3 separate regions of the Oryctolagus cuniculus genome follow, and regions 1 and 3 are each linked to region 2. Evidence: chromatin contacts called from public Hi-C and Micro-C data. All regions are on one chromosome and are shown on one strand. Each heading gives the region's core, a stretch centred on a gene start, on an enhancer-like site or on the middle of the called end of the contact. The rest is flanking DNA. Distances are from core to core; before and after follow the strand shown.

Region 1 (2,700 bases), core at 43-2,542, 380 kb after region 2:
ACTCTTGGTGGAGCCAGGAGCTGACATCAGGGCTCTTTGAACCCTGCACTTCCTAATCACTGTGCCCTTCCTCTCCACTTAGACATAGGTTTGAATCTAGCTGTCACTTACTGGTTGAGTGACTGTGAGCAAGTCAGCTTCTTTGAGCCTTACGTGGAAAATTCACACTTGGGAGGCTTGGCATCTGGTGCAGTGGTTAAAATACCACTGGGACGTCCACATCTCATAGCAGAGTGCCTGGTTCCGGGCCCGGATCTTCCACTTCCAATCCAGTTTCCTGCACACCCTGGGAGGCAGCAAGTGATGGCTCAAGTACTTGGGTCCCTGCCACCCATGTTCTGGGCTCCTGGCTTCAACCTGGGCCAGCCCAGGCTGTTGCAGGCATGTGGGGAGTAAACCAGCTGAAGGGAAATCTCTCTGTGTCTCTCTGTTGCTCTGCCCGTGTCTCTGTGCCTTTCAAATCTAATGAAAAGAGATAAATTCACACTCAGGGATTCACTGAATAACTTTTAGTTTCTATTTCAATACTACAGTTTCAAAGATTTCAAAAAATCTCCAGTGTCCCAAACTGAGACTCGTATTCCTGGCCTGAGCTGTTTTCCCTGGAGACCCTATAGATCGGTTTTCCCTTGGGTTTAGGATCAAAGGGCTCCTTCAGGTTCAGCATTTCTTTGAAACGGATTCAAAGGCAGGGGAAGCTGGAGAGCCTTCAACCTCAGCGTCGTGAATCAGCACCCCAGGAGCACAGGTGGCAAGTCCTGACCCATCCTTTCACTGTCTGATAAGCCCAAAGGTCACAGCAAGGAACTTGAACCCACTTCGCCTTCTTCCTGCCACTTCTGTGAGCTTTCTGATAAGGTGCCCTAAGTCACTGTTTTTCTGTCCCTGCACACGAAGTCCCCAGGGCGGGCACTCTGCTTCCAGCTCCCCAGCTGCTTCCAGCTCCCCCTCTGCCCACAGCCCTTGACTGCTGCATTCCAGCAAATTAGCCATGTGACTGAAGAGTATTTTTAACTTCAATAGGGCAGCTCCCTCTCTTTTAATGTATCATGCTTGGCCCACATTCCCTTGGTGAAAAGGGCACCAGTCGGCTACTTCTGAGAACTTTTAATTACTCCAATTGTTTGCAAAGCTCTCTTAGAAGCTCGGAAAAAAAAAAAAAACAGTCTTTCTCCTTCTCACTCAGACCCCCTTCTTTCCCAGTTTATTTGCTATTTAGTGGACGTGGAGGCTGAGTCCTAGCTGGGAACTCGCCATGTGTTCCCAGGTCCCCTCTAGCCCTTGCCACTGTTCCCTGCAGAAGGGTTTTTTCAAATAAAAATCCAGGGAGGGGGAGGGGGAAGAGAGAGGGGGTCCTGAGTGAGAGACTCCGACTCTGTCACACACGGATCCCCAGCAGGGAGCAGGACTGAGGTAGCCAGAGGCTCCAGCAGCACAGAGAACTAAGCACTTCCTTGGCCCTGGGATTCTCCAGGAGGGTCCCTGTGGCTGAGCTTGACATGGAGGCTGAGCCTTCTACCTCCCAGGCAATGACACGGAACAAGCGTCTCAGTAACCACTCAGGGACCTGGGGCTGTTCTCCATTAGCTGTGAATTTTCTCGATCCCAGAACTTCTTTAATCTCAGGAGGCTGTGTGGCGAAGGTGGCTACAAATGATTGGGATTTTGTCACCCTCCACCACCTAGAAGGGAGAACTAAAGTCACATGTAAGTTTGAGTCCTAGGGCAGGTACTTCATGCGGTAGTGAAGATTCCATGTGGGATGTCCTCATCTTCTGTCAGAGGGTCTGGGTTGGAGCCCTGGCTCTGCACCAGATGCCAGCTGCCTGATAAAACACATACTGGAAAGGCTCAAGAACTTGGGTCCCTGCCACCACATGGGAGCTCAACACTGAGTTCTGGACTCCTGGCTTCAGTCTGGCCCAGCCTTGACTGCTGCAGGTGTTTAGGGAGTGATCCAGACAAGAAATCCATCTCTGTCTTTCTACCTTTCAAATTAAAAAAAAATTAAAATTTTTAAAATAATAATCCTGAATCCTCCCAAAATTGAGAAACAAGCAATTTCTATGACTGAACTTTGCAAAGAAATTCATACAGATTATAACAGTATGTATATTAACCCAGCCATTTTGTGCACAACATGTGCTTTGACACACAGTTGTAAGAAGACAATTTGTGTGTGTGTGTGTGTGTGAGAGAGAGAGAGAGAGAGAGAGAAGGAATTGGTGAGTGGCTGTGGTTGTGTTGGTGAGAACAGGATGTGTAAAGGCTATTGGGTGTGAAAAGCACAGTGTGTTTGCAGAACTGGAAAAGGCCGTTGTGACTGAAGCCTTATGATCTCAGAGCTCAGCTCTTACAAGTCAGAGTATACTTTACATTTTAAAAGTCTACATTCACAGTGTTGGGGTACTGCTGGTTAAGCTGTTGCCTACGATGCTGGCATCCCATATGGGTGCCAGTTTGAGTCCTGGTTGCTCCACTTCAGATCCAACTCCCTGTTATGCTTGGAAAAGCAGCAGAAGATGGCCCAAGTCCTTGAGCCCCTGCAACCACATGAGAGACACAAGTGGACTTCTGGGTTCCTGGCTTTGGCCTAGCTGTGCCCCAGTCTTTGTGATCAGTTGAGGAGTGAATCAGAGGATTGAAGATCTCTCTCTCTCTCTCTCTCTCTTTCAAATAAATAAATAAATGTTTAAAATA
Region 2 (2,700 bases), core at 141-2,640:
TGAAGATTCTTACGTCCAGCAGGAAGAGACCAGTAAACAAGAAAGAACACATTGGTTTTAAAAGTCAAGACTCCTTTAAGTCTGTCTGTTTCTCATGACGTGGAAAAAAGACCTTTCCCCATCTAAATCACAGGGCTGCTGCAAAAATTAACTTCTAAATGCTCATCAAACACTTCAAAAACCTGAACACCTCATACATTTAGTAAAGTCCTTTTGTTCTCTAACTTGTAACCCTGAACGACTCTGGCTCTTGTGTGTGCACGCATGAGACTCACTTCTGCAAAACATTCAGTGAACATTTACAGAAAGAGGAAGATGAACAGCTGTGACATGGGTATTTAATCTCAACATCAGGCGCCAGGTCATAGTTCTAAGGCACAGGACACAGACTTCTACCTAGCTACAGCTGGTCAAGATAAGCAGTCACGTGGTAAGGGAAGCTGAATAATTTAAACCACAGCCAGACCCGAAGTCGTTAGCACACAGGTACACGGTCCTCTAGCCGGTGTTCCGGCCGAGGCGGTGCTGGGCTAGGTCATGGTCAAGAGCGTAGGCTGAAACCTTCCTGCAGCCACAGCAGAGCGCCCACGCTTTCTGTCTTCAGCCTCGAAGACGACTTGATCAAGGGGGAAAAGCCCCAAAGAAAGGCGATCCTGAAGGGTTAGGTTCCCAAGAAGTGGAAACCCGACGCCCGCGGGACTAAGTGGGTGTGACGAGAGCAAGACGACCAAGATTCTGTGATCCCTCCTGAAGTTTAAAGATGGACTGAGCCCGAAATCAAGTCTCGGGGAAACATCGCTGCCAAAGACGCAGCGGGGAAGACGCCCTCAGTGGGGCTCAGGCGGCATCTCCCGGGCTGCTCCCCTGCCCTGCCCGCCCTATGTCCATCTCGGCACCCCCTTCCCAGCTCCGTCCCAACTCGCCCTTCCCCTGCTCCCTCCACAGAGATCGCGATGCCTGTCCCTCCAGCCCCCCGGCACCAACGCGCCGCGCCGCTCCCGGAAGCACCGGCTCCCGGCCGGCCACCTCGGAGCGGCCCCACGCGGGCCGCGTCGCGCCCACCCCGCTCGGGCGGGAGCCGGGACACCCCTCCTCGGAGGCCGGAACCGCCGCGCCAGGCCCCTCCCACAGGAAGCCGCCGCCCCCCGGCGCCCGGGCCGCGCCGCCCCCAGCCCACCGCGCGCCGCCCGCCGCCCCCGGCCCGCTCCGCGCCCCGCGCCCGCCCGCCGCGCCCGCCGCGCCCGCGCTCGCTACCTGCCCCGGCCCCAGAAGCGGCGCCCAACTCCTCTCCCACTTCCGCCTTCCACCGCCCGCACTCGGGCCGGGTCACGTGGCCGCGCGCGGTCACCTGACCCGGAAGAGGCTGGCCGGGCTCTCAGGTGCCGGCAACCTAGGCCTGGCCTGCGAGCTTTTGGCCTCGAAGAGGCCCGGGTCCTGTGGCCGTGTGTATAAGGCGAAACTTTTGCCGCTCATGAATTTGTTTCCCAGCAGTCGTATAAACTGAGGGCTCGCCAGGTGCCACGTGCTGGCTTTATCTGCCCAGCAACGCTAGGGAGGCGCGTGCTGTGATTTAGACCCATTTTACAGGTGCGAGGAGATCCTCTTTCAATTGGGTCAAACAAATCACGAGTATTTGAGCTCCTTAGTGGGGTTAATAAAGTTATTAAAGTGAAATCTCAGATAAATTTCAGTTTCGGGTAAACAACCGTGTCTGCCCAATATCCTACATGGGATATATTTATACTAAGATTATCTGAAAATCACATTGGATTGTGCCGCTTGTATTTGTGTTTGATAATCCTGGTGACTCAATGCCTGCCACGTGCCAGGCGCGGTTCTAGACTGTAGAAGCAACAGACCTGTCCGTCGTGGAACATCTGGGACATGAAGTAGAACAGCTTCGAAGCCCCTGCCTGGGGGCATAAAATGCCCCCTATCACGCCCAGCCAACCCCTGTTCCCTTCATCTGCAGGTGCATACAACTTAGCAAGAACATTTTATGTCAACATCCCTTACTAACGGCGCAGGGCCTCAGCTTTGACAAGTTGGATGAAGACTGTTTTTCACTTTTAATTACCATTGGTTAAAATTAATACTAGCAACCTAATTACCCCGTTTTGTTTTTTTTTTTGGGTGGGGGGAGCCTTAGCATTTGGATGGATCCAATCATGCACACAAATGAAATTGGTTGAACTCAGTCCCTTGCCTTTCAATAATATACAGCCATCTCTTAATTCGTTAAACCTGTTAAACCCTGCCACGAAACTGACGCTTCTCCAATTTCATTGTCGGGCGTTTTCCTAATTCTGCTTTAGAGGAGTGAGGAAAGGCTTCCTTGTGGGGTGGGCTTTCAGTAAGTGTTCACCAAAGAGCAAGAGGACTAAGTAAAAAGCATGCAGGGTGCATTAAGCAGTGAAAGCTAGAAATATAGGTGGTCACCCGCATGGTTCCCCTCCCCACAGTCCCTTCTTATTTCTCTTCTCTCACCCCCACTCTGCCCTTTGGCCACTCTGGCCTCAGGACCTTTGGACTTGCTTCTCCCAGTGCCTGAAAAGCTCTTTCCCCATATAGTGAGACAGTAACGACCACTTCCCACCCTCTCTCTCTCAGATGTTTGCTTAGCTGTCACACAGCAAAGCCTTTCACGATCACTCTGTTTAGGATACAACTCATCTCTCTGCTGTGGCCCAGGAGTGCAGT
Region 3 (2,700 bases), core at 102-2,601, 410 kb after region 2:
TGCTGGCATTTGGGAAGTGAACCCGCAAATACAACATACATTTCTCTCTCATTCTGCCTTTCAAATAAATAAAAAATAAATATTTTTTTTAAAAAAAGTTAACTCTGGGGAAAGGCGTTAATTAGTACGATCCTATTTTTGCAAACACAGGCACACAATAGGTACACAGAAGATACTGGAAGACTATAAAAATAAAACAACTAATTTTTTCATGTGGGACTCTGGGCGATCCTTTTGCTTATTTTTTTCTAATTCTTCTACAATAACGCGCATAATTTTATGATTTAAACAATGACATGGAGTGGGCATTGCGGCGCGGGGGTTACGGCACCATTTGGACGCCCCGTATCCGAGCGCTGGTTCAAGTTCCGGTTCTCTGGCCCCGTCCAGCTCCCCGCCATGAGCCTGGGAAAGCAGTGGACGATACACCCCGAGTACTTAGGCCCCTGCCACCCACGGGGGAGCAAGAAGCTCCTGGCTTCTGGCGTGGGCCTGGTCCATCCCCTGCTGATGCAGGCATTTGGGGAGTGAACCAGCAGAAGGACCGACCTCTCTCTCTGCCACTGTGCCTTTCAAGTAAGTAAGCAGGCACATAAACAAATATTTTAAAAAAACTTTATATTTCCAGAGGTTTCCGGTATTGCAAGACATATTCTGTTGCTTGACCCGGACTGGGAGCACACTGGCCTCTGCTTTGTAATTATTTGTTAAAATGTAAAGTTGGGGCCAGCTGGTGGCGCACTAGGTTAATCCTCCGCCTGCTGCGCTAGCATCCCATATGGGCGCCAGTTCTAGTCCTGGTTGCTCCTCTTCCAGGCCAGCTCTCTGCTGTGGCCCAGGAGGGCAGTGGAGGATGTCCCGAGTGCTTGGGCCCTGCACCTGCATGGGAGACTGGCAAGAAGCACCTGGCTTCGGATTGGCACAGCGCCGGCCGTGGTGGCCATTTGGGGAGTGAGTCAACGGAAGGAAGACCTTTCTCTGTCTCTCTCTCTCTCTCACTGTCTGTAACTCTACCTGTCAAATAAATAAATAAAAATCTTAAAAAAAAAAAAAAAAGTAAAGTTAACAAACCTTCTTCTATGGAGCTCCTGCCCGCAATTTCCCAAGTGCTTAACGAGATACACGTATTTTCCGTTATCTTATACATAGTTCCGGAACAGTAGTATGCATATTAAATTCGCAATTCACTGAGCCATAGACTGCAAACCCCGCGGACTTCCCGGCCGACCTGAGCGGCACGGACTGCAAGTCCCAGCAGGCCTTGCGGCCAGCGGACCGGGAACTACGGAGGCCGAGACGGAGGCTGGGCCCTCCGGTCCTTTCCCTCCCAGAAGCCCGCGGGCGGCTAGGAACGCTGTCCGTATCATGGCCGCGGGAGCCGGGACGGCGGGCCCTGCTTCCGGCCCGGGCGTCGTGCGTGACCCGGCGGCGTCACAGCCGAGGAAGCGGCCCAGCCGGGGGGGCGGGGAGGGCGCGCGGCGATCGGACGCGATGGCGGGAGGAGGCGGGAGCAGCGACGGCAGCGGGCGGGCGGGCCGGCGGGCGTCCCGCAGCGGCGGGCGGGCTCGGCGGGGGCGCCACGAGCCGGGGCTGGGGGGTCCTGCGGATCGGGGTGCGGGGGAAGCACGGCTGGAAGAAGCGGTCAACCGCTGGGTGCTCAAGTTCTACTTCCACGAGGCGCTGCGGGCCTTTCGGGGTAGCCGGTACGGGGACTTCAGGCAGATCCGGGACATTATGCAGGGTGAGGGCCGGGCCCGGGAAGGAGGCCGGGGAGGGGGTCGTGGGGACGGGGTCGGGGCTGGGGTCGCCGAGCCAACGCTGTCTTCTTTCCCAGCTCTGCTTGTCAGGCCCCTGGGGAAGGAGCACACGGTGTCCCGGTTGCTGCGGGTTATGCAGTGTCTGTCGCGCATTGAAGAAGGGGAGAATTTAGGTATGGCTGTTTTTGTGCTCGTCTGCGGGCGTACTTGCGTCGGGTTTTGTTGTTTTCAAACTTACATCCGGGACGGAGGGGTTCCGGGTTAAAGTGCGCGGCCGCTTGCACCGCGGGGGTCTCGTGCGCGCTCGCTCGCTTTCCCGGGCCCGGAGGTTCCGTGGGCTGCTTTTCTGTGTGCGGGTTGTTGGTTTTTTTTCTCCCTTTTCTTTTCTTCCTCCCACCTGTTAGTTGCTTAGCCCAACTTTGTTGCTGTCCAAAGAGACTTAGTCTCTCCCCCGTAGTGATGTTTTTTCAGCGTGTGAGCACGTTTCCCGCCCCCTCTCCGAATTGAACTTGACAGCTGTTTGGCAAACTGGCTGAAGTTTCTGGCCATTTGTGTCTGAGGAGGATGTGTGTATCCTGAATCTGAGAGGCAAATGCACGTGTTAAAAATACCTTTTTTACGTGCCTCGAAAAATCCTGAAAGATGAGCACGTTTTAAATCCGTTGGCCTGAGTTTGGGCACTCTGACCGGGTCTGGAAGCCCGGGTGTGTCAGCAAGTGGAATTCAGATCTTGCTATAGTGGCATGCTCCCTGCCCCTAAGTGTACACTCATGTGTTTGGACATCGCTTTCCTGCTCCTTAGAGAAGAGCTTGAAATGAGAACTGTGCTTTGTCCTAGACTGCTCCTTTGATATGGAAGCTGAGCTCACACCCCTGGAGTCAGCCATCAATGTGCTGGAGATGATTAAAACCGAGTTTACGTTGACAGAAGCGGTGATCGAAT

The links. A called contact is a pair of places that touch in the nucleus more often than the background predicts.
Region 1: a Hi-C map of embryonic fibroblasts shows a contact between it and region 2, with 2.1 times the contacts expected there. The contact joins the enhancer-like site here to the promoter of WWP2 in region 2. A contact is called at or near these places in 3 of 6 Hi-C or Micro-C datasets (ear pinna, embryonic fibroblasts and an unstated tissue).
Region 3: a Micro-C map of ear pinna shows a contact between it and region 2, with 4 times the contacts expected there. The contact joins the promoter of TERF2 here to the promoter of WWP2 in region 2. A contact is called at or near these places in 4 of 6 Hi-C or Micro-C datasets (ear pinna, psoas muscle, skin fibroblasts and 1 more).

Annotation. Positions count from the first base shown.
Region 1 is chr18:52,496,208-52,498,907 of mOryCun1.1, reverse strand. NIP7 (nucleolar pre-rRNA processing protein NIP7) reads right to left here. Exons shown (of 7, transcript XR_007920025.2): 7 at 1,071-2,700. Among named protein-coding and RNA genes, the nearest start is that of TERF2, 26 kb to the right of the region's middle. Within about 2 kb of position 1,292, at least 4 of the 8 cell types and tissues checked have an H3K27ac peak or open chromatin away from gene starts, as enhancers often do. A contact at or near this core is called in ear pinna, where this site is marked.
Region 2 is chr18:52,876,822-52,879,521 of mOryCun1.1, reverse strand. WWP2 (WW domain containing E3 ubiquitin protein ligase 2) reads right to left here and starts at 1,390. Exons shown (of 24, transcript XM_002711669.4): 1 at 1,255-1,390.
Region 3 is chr18:52,470,104-52,472,803 of mOryCun1.1, reverse strand. TERF2 (telomeric repeat binding factor 2) reads left to right here and starts at 1,351. Exons shown (of 10, transcript XM_008257547.4): 1 at 1,351-1,741; 2 at 1,835-1,930; 3 at 2,596-2,700. The coding sequence starts at 1,366. The region is part of intron 5 of NIP7 (nucleolar pre-rRNA processing protein NIP7); the gene reads right to left.